Regions from separate parts of the Sus scrofa genome. Here all the other regions are linked to region 3. A link is a contact called in public Hi-C and promoter capture Hi-C data. All regions are on one chromosome and are shown on one strand. Each heading gives the region's core, a stretch centred on a gene start, on an enhancer-like site or on the middle of the called end of the contact. The rest is flanking DNA. Distances are from core to core; before and after follow the strand shown.

The links. Promoter capture Hi-C pulls out the DNA fragments that hold promoters and counts their contacts. Hi-C and Micro-C count contacts between places; a contact is called where the count stands out from the background.
Region 1: a Hi-C map of liver shows a contact between it and region 3, with 5 times the contacts expected there. The contact joins the promoter of AATF here to the promoter of BCAS3 in region 3. A contact is called at or near these places in 2 of 47 Hi-C or Micro-C datasets (heart right ventricle and liver).
Region 2: a contact with region 3 is called in a promoter capture Hi-C map of fetal liver, with 3 times the contacts expected there. The contact joins the promoter of C12H17orf82 here to the promoter of BCAS3 in region 3. A contact is called at or near these places in 1 of 5 promoter capture datasets (fetal liver) and 2 of 47 Hi-C or Micro-C datasets (embryonic fibroblasts and liver).

What each region holds. Positions count from the first base shown.
Region 1 is chr12:38,460,551-38,463,250 of Sscrofa11.1, reverse strand. AATF (protein AATF) reads right to left here and starts at 1,442. Exons shown (of 12, transcript XM_003131707.4): 1 at 1,198-1,442. The coding sequence starts at 1,288.
Region 2 is chr12:36,874,266-36,876,965 of Sscrofa11.1, reverse strand. C12H17orf82 (putative uncharacterized protein C17orf82 homolog) reads left to right here and starts at 1,411. Exons shown (of 2, transcript XM_013981132.2): 1 at 1,411-1,681; 2 at 1,684-2,700. The coding sequence starts at 1,411. The coding sequence ends at 1,769.
Region 3 is chr12:37,473,950-37,476,649 of Sscrofa11.1, reverse strand. BCAS3 (breast carcinoma-amplified sequence 3) reads left to right here and starts at 1,429. Exons shown (of 27, transcript XM_021068161.1): 1 at 1,429-1,566.

The DNA.
Region 1 (2,700 bases), core at 193-2,692, 990 kb before region 3:
TTGCCACAAGCTGCAGTGTAGGCCGGCAGCTAAAACTACGATTTGACCCCTAGCTTGGGAACTTCCATATGCCACAGGTGTGGCCCTAAAAAGAGAAGAAAAAAAAAAGTCCCCACCATGAGTTTCCATTGTGGTTCAGCAGGTTAAGGACCTTACCAAAAGCTGGGGGGTGGGGTAGGCAAAGATCGCAGATTCAGCCCCAGCCGAATGTTGCCGTGGCTGTGGCGTGTTTGCCTGCAACTCACATTTGACCTCTAGCCCAGGAACTTCTATATGCCACAGGTGTGGCCACTTTAAAAAAAGCCGCCAAGTTCCAAGAACAGCAAAGTCATTACCTCCCAAGGCAGACCACTTACTCTCCTGCTGCTGTTCCAGAACAAAAAGCTGACTCTCTGCATCTACTAGAAGGATTATTTCCATGTTTTGGATCATAGAAAACTGGTCTAATTCCTCTTTCATCTGTGACTGTCGCTCAAATATTTTAAGTCGGCCATCATCATGTTCTATCTTCACTTCAGCCCATCCCTCAGGGAGTTTGCTTATCCTAGCTAAACAGCCCCAGTTCCTTCAACTGCTTACTTCTAAGACACGGTCCAGCACTCACATTTATCCCTCCTTATTCCCCCTTCCTCACACTTCTCTGACTCAAGCCTAAAGCAGGATTAGACCTTGAACCTCATCTTACAGAACAGCAGCCTTATTCGTCAGCAGCTAAGCAAGTGTGTTGAGGACTAAAAAGGCTTAAATGGCACCACAGAAGCCTACTTCTTCCTTCATCCTCCAAGTAAGTTCTCAGGGGCAGGCAGAGTTGGAAAAAAAAGGGGGGGGGGGAATGAGACTTCCTTCTCCTCATTTCTAATGCAGTGCCATTAAAGACATCCTTAAAGATAACTTCCAACCTGCTACCAGACTCTGGCTCCCTGCTACAGCCCTGCACCAACAGTGAACCGAAGCCTGAGTCCTCCGGATGCTCCGCCCACAGGAGCACCAAGTCTAGAGTGAGCGTCAGGATCCCGAAACCCTCCTCCCCAGACCCGGGGGACACTCTCTGGGAGGCAGTTTTCCTCTGCGCAAGAGGAAACAGAGAAGGCTTGGCGGCGGGGGCCCAGCAGCTGGCCCTTCACACGCCGCCCAGGTCCGCACCCGGCACGGCCCACACACAGCTCCGCACGTGGTCTTGCCCCGGTCAGGCCTCACCCTCCTCCGGGTCCGCTTCAGGATCCGCTTCGCGCGGTCGCGGGTTCAACAACTGTTCCAGCTGTAGCGCCAGAGGCTGCGGCCCCGCCATGGTCACCAGGTCTCGCCCGCGCCGCGCTCGTGAATGTCGCCCTCTCCCTGCCGGGTCCTCCTGCCGGAGACTGCTCCCCAGCACAGCCAGGGACGCTCGGAGCCGGGCGCCCAGCTCCGGATCGGCAACTTCCGGGAGACTCGCGGGAGGGGGCGGGACTTTGTGCGTCACTACGGGCGTTGCTAGGATGAAAGCGGAAACGCCCGGAAGGCTGACGCGCGTGCGCGTGCGCCGAGGGGGCGTGTTGGGCAGCGCGGGAGCGAGCGGGAGCGAGCGAGAGCACGTGGCCGCCGCTGGCGCTGAGCCGAGACTGCGATGCGCGGTGTTTTTTTTGAGTAAAGTACGCTTGAAGATTTGTCTGAGATTGGCTAAAAAGTAAAGAATAGTGTAGCCGCGACCCTTGGTGGCTGATTTAGGGAGGAGGAGTAAAGAGTGAGCGCCTCGAGCTTCACGCGTGCTTTAGGGCACGCACAGACTAGAATCAAAAGCAGGTTTGGCATTTCATAATTTGGAGGAGTTTGGGGTCGGGCACACGCCCCTGACCCCGCGGTGGCCATGACTTGGAAATCCTGCCTCAGGGATGGGCTTGCGTAGCTGTGCAGTGGACTGCTGCATCCTTATTAATAAGAATAATAGAAGTCACTATGGCTGTGAATAAATAAAGGTCGATTCTGTAGCTTCTCCAGAGGAGCCTTGTCTGGGTAGGGAAATGGGGGTGGAGTGGAGATTACTCGTGCACACCAAAAGGTATTAATATCCTTGCTGTTCTTCAAAGATGAGGGCACACTCAGATGCTTGAAACTGGCGCACAAAAGCGGAAAAACTCAGATCTACAGTTCAAGGGGCACAGGTAGAGTCAAATATAAAGACCAAAGAAGAAACGGTAGCCAAGCACATGGAAAGATAAAATCCCTTCACATCCTCTTTCCCTCTTCAAACATTCCTTGACTGCCCACTATGTGGCAGGCGCTGTTAGATGAGATAGAGATGAGTAAGTGATTCTCTCCTGGTGGTGATCAGCCTAGGGGGCCAAACAAGTAAACAGAAACTGCAAAAAGGATTGATGAGGGTAAGTATAAAGTGGTCTGTCTTTCCAGGATCTGTTTGAGGTCACCTGTAAGGACCTAGAAGCCCCTAAACAGAAACTCCCTCAAAAGGATCCAGGAGACAGGGTTAGGGATACCCTATGCCCTGCTTGGGAAAAGCTCAGGCTAATTGGATCCCACAGCTGAACCGCCTGGGAAACCTTCCGTTCTCCAGTGTCTCCTGTGGAACCCAAGGGAACTGAAGGTCCCTGACTTCCCCAGTCTTCATAGGTCCCCATTGTTGAGAGCAAGAAGAGACCACTTGTCCTATGTCCCCTGTCTAGGAGGCTGCAGGGGGGAAGGAAGGCTCTCAGGGTAGACACCCTC
Region 2 (2,700 bases), core at 162-2,661, 600 kb after region 3:
GGCCTCTAAAATTCGAAGAGCAGGGGCGCTTTGGTTTCTTCCGGTTTCTCACCGTCAGCACGTCTAGGAAAAAGTTGGGAAGAGGCTGCGGAGCGGGCTGCTGACACCAGGGGGCAGCACTGATCTGGAGCCTCAGGTTGGCCGTGGGCAGACAGGGAACCCGAGGAGGGTCGTTGAAGCGGCCGCGCGGTGGCTGCAGCGCCCCGGGTGGGGTGGAGTGATACTCCAGGGCCTCGAGAAGCCCTGGGCCCAAGCGCAGCTTGGAGGGTCGCTCCCACTTCCCCCCGGCCCCCACCACACACGTCCCCTCCCAGAGTCGCCCTCGCGGCTCTGCGCTGGGTCCCAGCTGCGAGCCTGAGTTCGGCTTCGGGAACCGCGCGGCCGAGTCCGAGACAAAGGCCAGGCGGCTCCCTGGCCCAATTAGGCCACCCGCCTCCCCGCCTTCATTGTTCCCGGGGTCGCCAATTATCCCAGGCGCCCCGCGTCCCACCGCTCCGGTGCCCCAAGGCCTCCTTAACCCTTCAGGGCCTGGCACCAGGGGCCCTAGATGGCAGAATCTCCAGGGGACGAGTGTGGAAGGCATATTGGCAGGTGATAGGGGTTGCTGACCTGGCGTGCCCCGGGCCCTGTGCGTTGAGACTGTGGGGTGTGAGAAAGAATTGTGCCTGTCCGCGTGGGATTGTGAGTGTGATTCACAGGGGAGCTTGAAGACTGGAGGTGTAACTGTGTTGGGCGGGGGAGCTCCAGGAGATCCCTAGTGGATGGGTGGGAAGGACCGTGAGACCGAGGGGACCTCATTGCCTCTTCTGTCAATCTGAGTTTCCTGAGCCCTCGAGTCATCCCTCAGCCCACCCCCAGAAATGCTGCCGTGGAGGAAATCTTGAGCATTGGTGGCCTGGCCCTGCCCTCCCCAAGGGCGCAGAACTAGGATATGCTTCCCCAGCATACCGTGAAGTTGGCGCAGGGCACCCCTTGGAGCCAGAGGTGCGCGTTCAGCTTGATGCGCCCCAGGACACCCACAGGTGCAAGTTCCAGCTCAAGGCCCCGCCCCCTCTGGCACCCCACCCCCATTTCCCGGATGTGGGACAGTTCAAGGGACTGAGCCTCAATGAAATCAAGGTTTAAACTCTGAGCCTGCCTTCCTCACCGGCTTTGGGAAGTACCCCAAATCCAATCCCACTCTGCCGTCTCCTTCACTGACCCGGACCTCAAAGTCCGGGGCAGCAGCCCCGCAAGCAGACCCGGTCTGGCGAGGGACCGGAGGCACCGTGATCTAGGGCCCGGCCAGCAGAGCGGAGACCCGTGCGCACCTGGGGAAAAGGGCAAAGGGAAAGGAGCCTGAGCTCCGGGTCCTCTTTGGGCGCTCTCCGGGGAGTGCCTCTGGGAGTGCAGCCTGCTCAGCCACTCTGAATACGCTCTGTCCCCGTCCCAACGCACCGGAGACTTCGATTTGCCTTTGGAGCACCTTTTAGGCCGTCCGGAGGTTCAGACCCGCTCATCCCACCTCGCACCCGGTCGCGAAGCACCGGGTTCCCAGAGCGGACGGCCGACGCTCTTCCTGGCCCCTCCTTTTGGTACCTTCCTCGGCTCCCGGCGGGGAAAGGACTTGGCGAAGGCCCAGTCCGCGGGCCGCGGCAACTCCCTACATGCCCACCAGATGGCGCTCCAGGCCAGGGGCCGGCAGCGGCCGGACAGCTCGCCTCGGGCTAGAGGCGGCGCTGGACGGAGAGCCGCAGCAAAACCCGCTTGGAGACCCAGCCACAGACTGACGTGGACCCCGGCCCAGAGACGGCACAGATAGCCGAGGAATCGAGGCGCTCCGCGGAAGCCAAAGAAGGCTCTGAACAGAGGCTGCCGACCCAAGGATGGGATTACCCGAGTTTCGGGCGGGGAGGCTTTTTCCCTTCTCCTGGGGGCCGCCCTGCCAGGCCAGCTCCCCACCCTGCGAAGCCTCAGCTGGAAACACCCACCGCCGCCTTTGGTGTGCCGGGCGGACTGGACCCTCGCGATCCTCTCCCGTCAGGAGGCCGCCTGGCTCCCGCCTTCCAGGTCCCTCGGAAGTGGGGCTGTGGGCTTGGTTATGTTGCGTGCCATCGAACTGCCTTGCCCGGCGAGGCCCCCTCGACGGTGCCGGTGGGAGGATAGGAGGTGGAGGGGGGCTCCCGCCCGGAGCTCCACCAAGTGCCTTCCTCTAGTTCACCCTCCCCCACCTCGGTCGCCTCTTCCCCTGATCACGGGGGCGGCAAGATAGGGCCCCCCTGGGGTGAGCCTTGCAGAGCTGCTCACCCCAGGGGTCCTGCCTCAGTAGGCCCCGGGTGCCAGAAGCCTTGGGGAGGCTTTAGGTCTTCATTGTTCCAGTGGGAAGTGGTGGGAACTGGGGAGGGCACAGCAGGCTGAGAGTCTCTCCCCTAGGGTTTAAAAGCCACCAAGGTTCTGGGTCTGGTTTGATGGGGGGCGGGGAGTAGGGTCATCTTGCCAGTTTAATTCAGAGGTGAGGTTTGGAAGCCTGATTCCGGGGCTCCTTAGCGGCTCCTCCTCGGAGAGGGGAGATTACCTCTTCTATTATTAACTAAAGGTACACAGCTAGGGAGTTCCCCGTGGTGGCTTAGCGGAAATGAATCTGACTAGCATCCTTGAGGAAGCAGATTGGATCCCTGGCCTCGCTCAGTGGGTTAGGGATCCAGAATTGCTGTGGTCACA
Region 3 (2,700 bases), core at 180-2,679:
GATCACAACACCTAAAATAAGCCATCTCCTATCTCTATTTATATCCATTTTTTATAGCATTTTACACAACTTCAATGTGTTTATTGAAGTTTATTTATAACAAACTTCTGTGAGTTTATTTCTGTTTTCCTGGAGTTCCCGTGGAGGCTCAGTGGTTAACGAATCCGACTAGGAACCATGAGGTTGCGGGTTCGACCCCTGGCCTTGCTCAGTGGGTTAAGGATCCGGTGTTGCTGTGAGCTGTGGTGTAGGTCACAGACTCTGCTCTAGTCTCATGTTGTTGCTGTGGTGAAGGCCATCAGCTACAGCTGTGATTTGACCCTTAGCCTGACCATATGTCCTGGGTGCAGCCCTAAAAACTCAAAAAAAAAAAAAAAAAAAAAAAAGACGAAAAAATCTCCACAGTTCTGGGAATTTGTGTTGTGGAAAAAGACGAATGTTCAAAATCTTTTATTAGCCAATGTGCAAACATTAGCCTGATAAATATCACTTAGGGTGTCCTTTTTATTGGCACTAATTGAGCGTCACAAGCAAACGGGTGGCTTCTTGGCTAGGTCTCTGTCTGTCTCTCCAGCACTTGGTTAACTGCATATTTCCGGTGAGGTGTCTTTACTAAACTTTCACCTCCTCCACTCTGCTAAAAATTAAAAAAAAAATTCTACTGTTGTATCAGCCACTTTGTTACAAACTCCGTGCCTATTAATAAGCCATATTCTCACGGGATTGTCATGAGTGTTAAACTTGATAGTACTCATGAAGTGCCTAGGACTGTACTGAGTGTTCCTTCAATAAAACAGTAAATATATCTGATGGAAAGACACCATGGAAATCTCAATCTGTTCCTTACGGGAAGTATAAACAGGTAAGGAAGAGGTCAGGCGTGGTCCACAAACCTAAGTCAAATTGATAATACCCTCCTCACCCCTCATTCAGATCACCACCTAGGCTCCAGGGCTGCCCACCAGCGCAAATAAGCCTAGGCTCCCGGAAGGTAAACACATCGAGAAGGGCGGGGCAGAAGGCGGGTTCGGGATGGGTGAGTGGCCCGCTAACAGTGATTGGCAGCTGCCATGTCCACGTGCTTTGAGCTCCGAACCAGCTGTCGCGAGAATTCGATGTAAACAGACCGGTTCTCCAGTGGTCCGACTCCCAGCCTGAGACGCCCAAGTGAGGTGCACAGGCTTTTGCAGCATGATACTGTCTCACGAAGCTACGGAGGTTCTATGTGCAAAGGAAAAGAGACATGTTAGTCACTCCTCCACACCTGCCTGCGTTCGCAACCGAACCTGACACCTCGGCTTCACCCGAACTTACATACTGTTTTGTTTTCCCTCGAGCCCCAGCGGATTGGATCAATTCAGGAGGCGGGCCCGCCTCTTTTCTACTTGCTGGTTGGCGAAGCTGACCTCTGAGGGCGGTGCCCGGCAGCGAACAGTTTGCTTCTGGGATTGGCTAGAAAGGTAGTTCCGCTGAGGCGTGGTAGGAAGTGGTAACCGTCAATCACGAAGGGAGACTCCAAACAGTGAGCCTTGAGCTGGAGAACAGCGTTTACCGGCGGGGCGGCCGGTGAGAGGGCTGGCGGTGCTGTGGCTTTGGGGAGGCTGGGCGAGGACGAGGGACTAGCTGCGTGAGGGGAGAGGGCTTGGCTGGCAGGAATTCGACGAGGGGGATCTGTGGAGATCGGAGGGGGAGGGGAGGAAGGGCAAGGGGCCAGAGGGCGGCCAGGGGCAGCGGTGGCTCAGCGTTGGAGGTTAAGTGGGTAGCGCCGTGCTGGTTGTCTTTCAGGAGAGTGGGATCTGAGGGGCTGGCGAGGGTCTTCCTCAGGAGACAGGGCCCTTGAGGACTGTTCTTGGGAGGCTGTGTTTCGAGAAATAAAGGGAGGAATGGAAATGAGAGAGCTGAGGGACTGGAGGTGAAGGTATCCACTGGGGAAATGGGTACCTGGGCTAGTTGGGGCGAAGGGTGTTTTGGTTGTGGCAGATGGGACTCATCAATGTGCGAGTTTTCAGATAAGGTGATAGAATGCTCCCTGCTTAAAAGAGATGGTTTTAGGGGCTTTCAAGATTAATTCCAGGCTGTGGGCTTTCTTTCCTGAACCATGTAAGAGATCTGTCTCTTTTAACCTTAATCAAGCACATTCCATGCTTTTAAAATCTCCCCAGTGATTCAGGTGCTTTTTAGACATTCGAGGGTCAGGGTTCAATGACGTGACTGGAAAGGATAAGGGGCTTCTAATATAAGTTATTGTTGCTTATTTAGACAATGATGATTAGGTTACAGTAGTGGGGGTGGGGGATGGGGGTTTTAACAAATGGGATTTCAAACATCTTGTTAAATTGTGATCATGCAGTCTTTTTTTGAGTGCATATAATTGAGTTTCAGGTGTACATATATATATGAGTTTCAGGTGTACAACACAATGATTTGAAAGTTGTATATATTGTGAAATGACCACCACAGTAAGACTAGTTCACATCCATCACAATACATGTTAAAATACACAGTCTTATTCATAGAGTCCCCACAGTCTTAGTTGGAGGTATTACCTCATTGTTCCATTTGGTCTTAAAATAGTGTACCAGGTATATTTTCATTGTTCTCAATGGAAGATTTCAGTAAATTCTTTAATTTTGGCTCACAAAGGTAGCACATTTGTTTTTATAAAGTGATCCTGTGCTGGGCTTTGCATCCCTTCCTAGT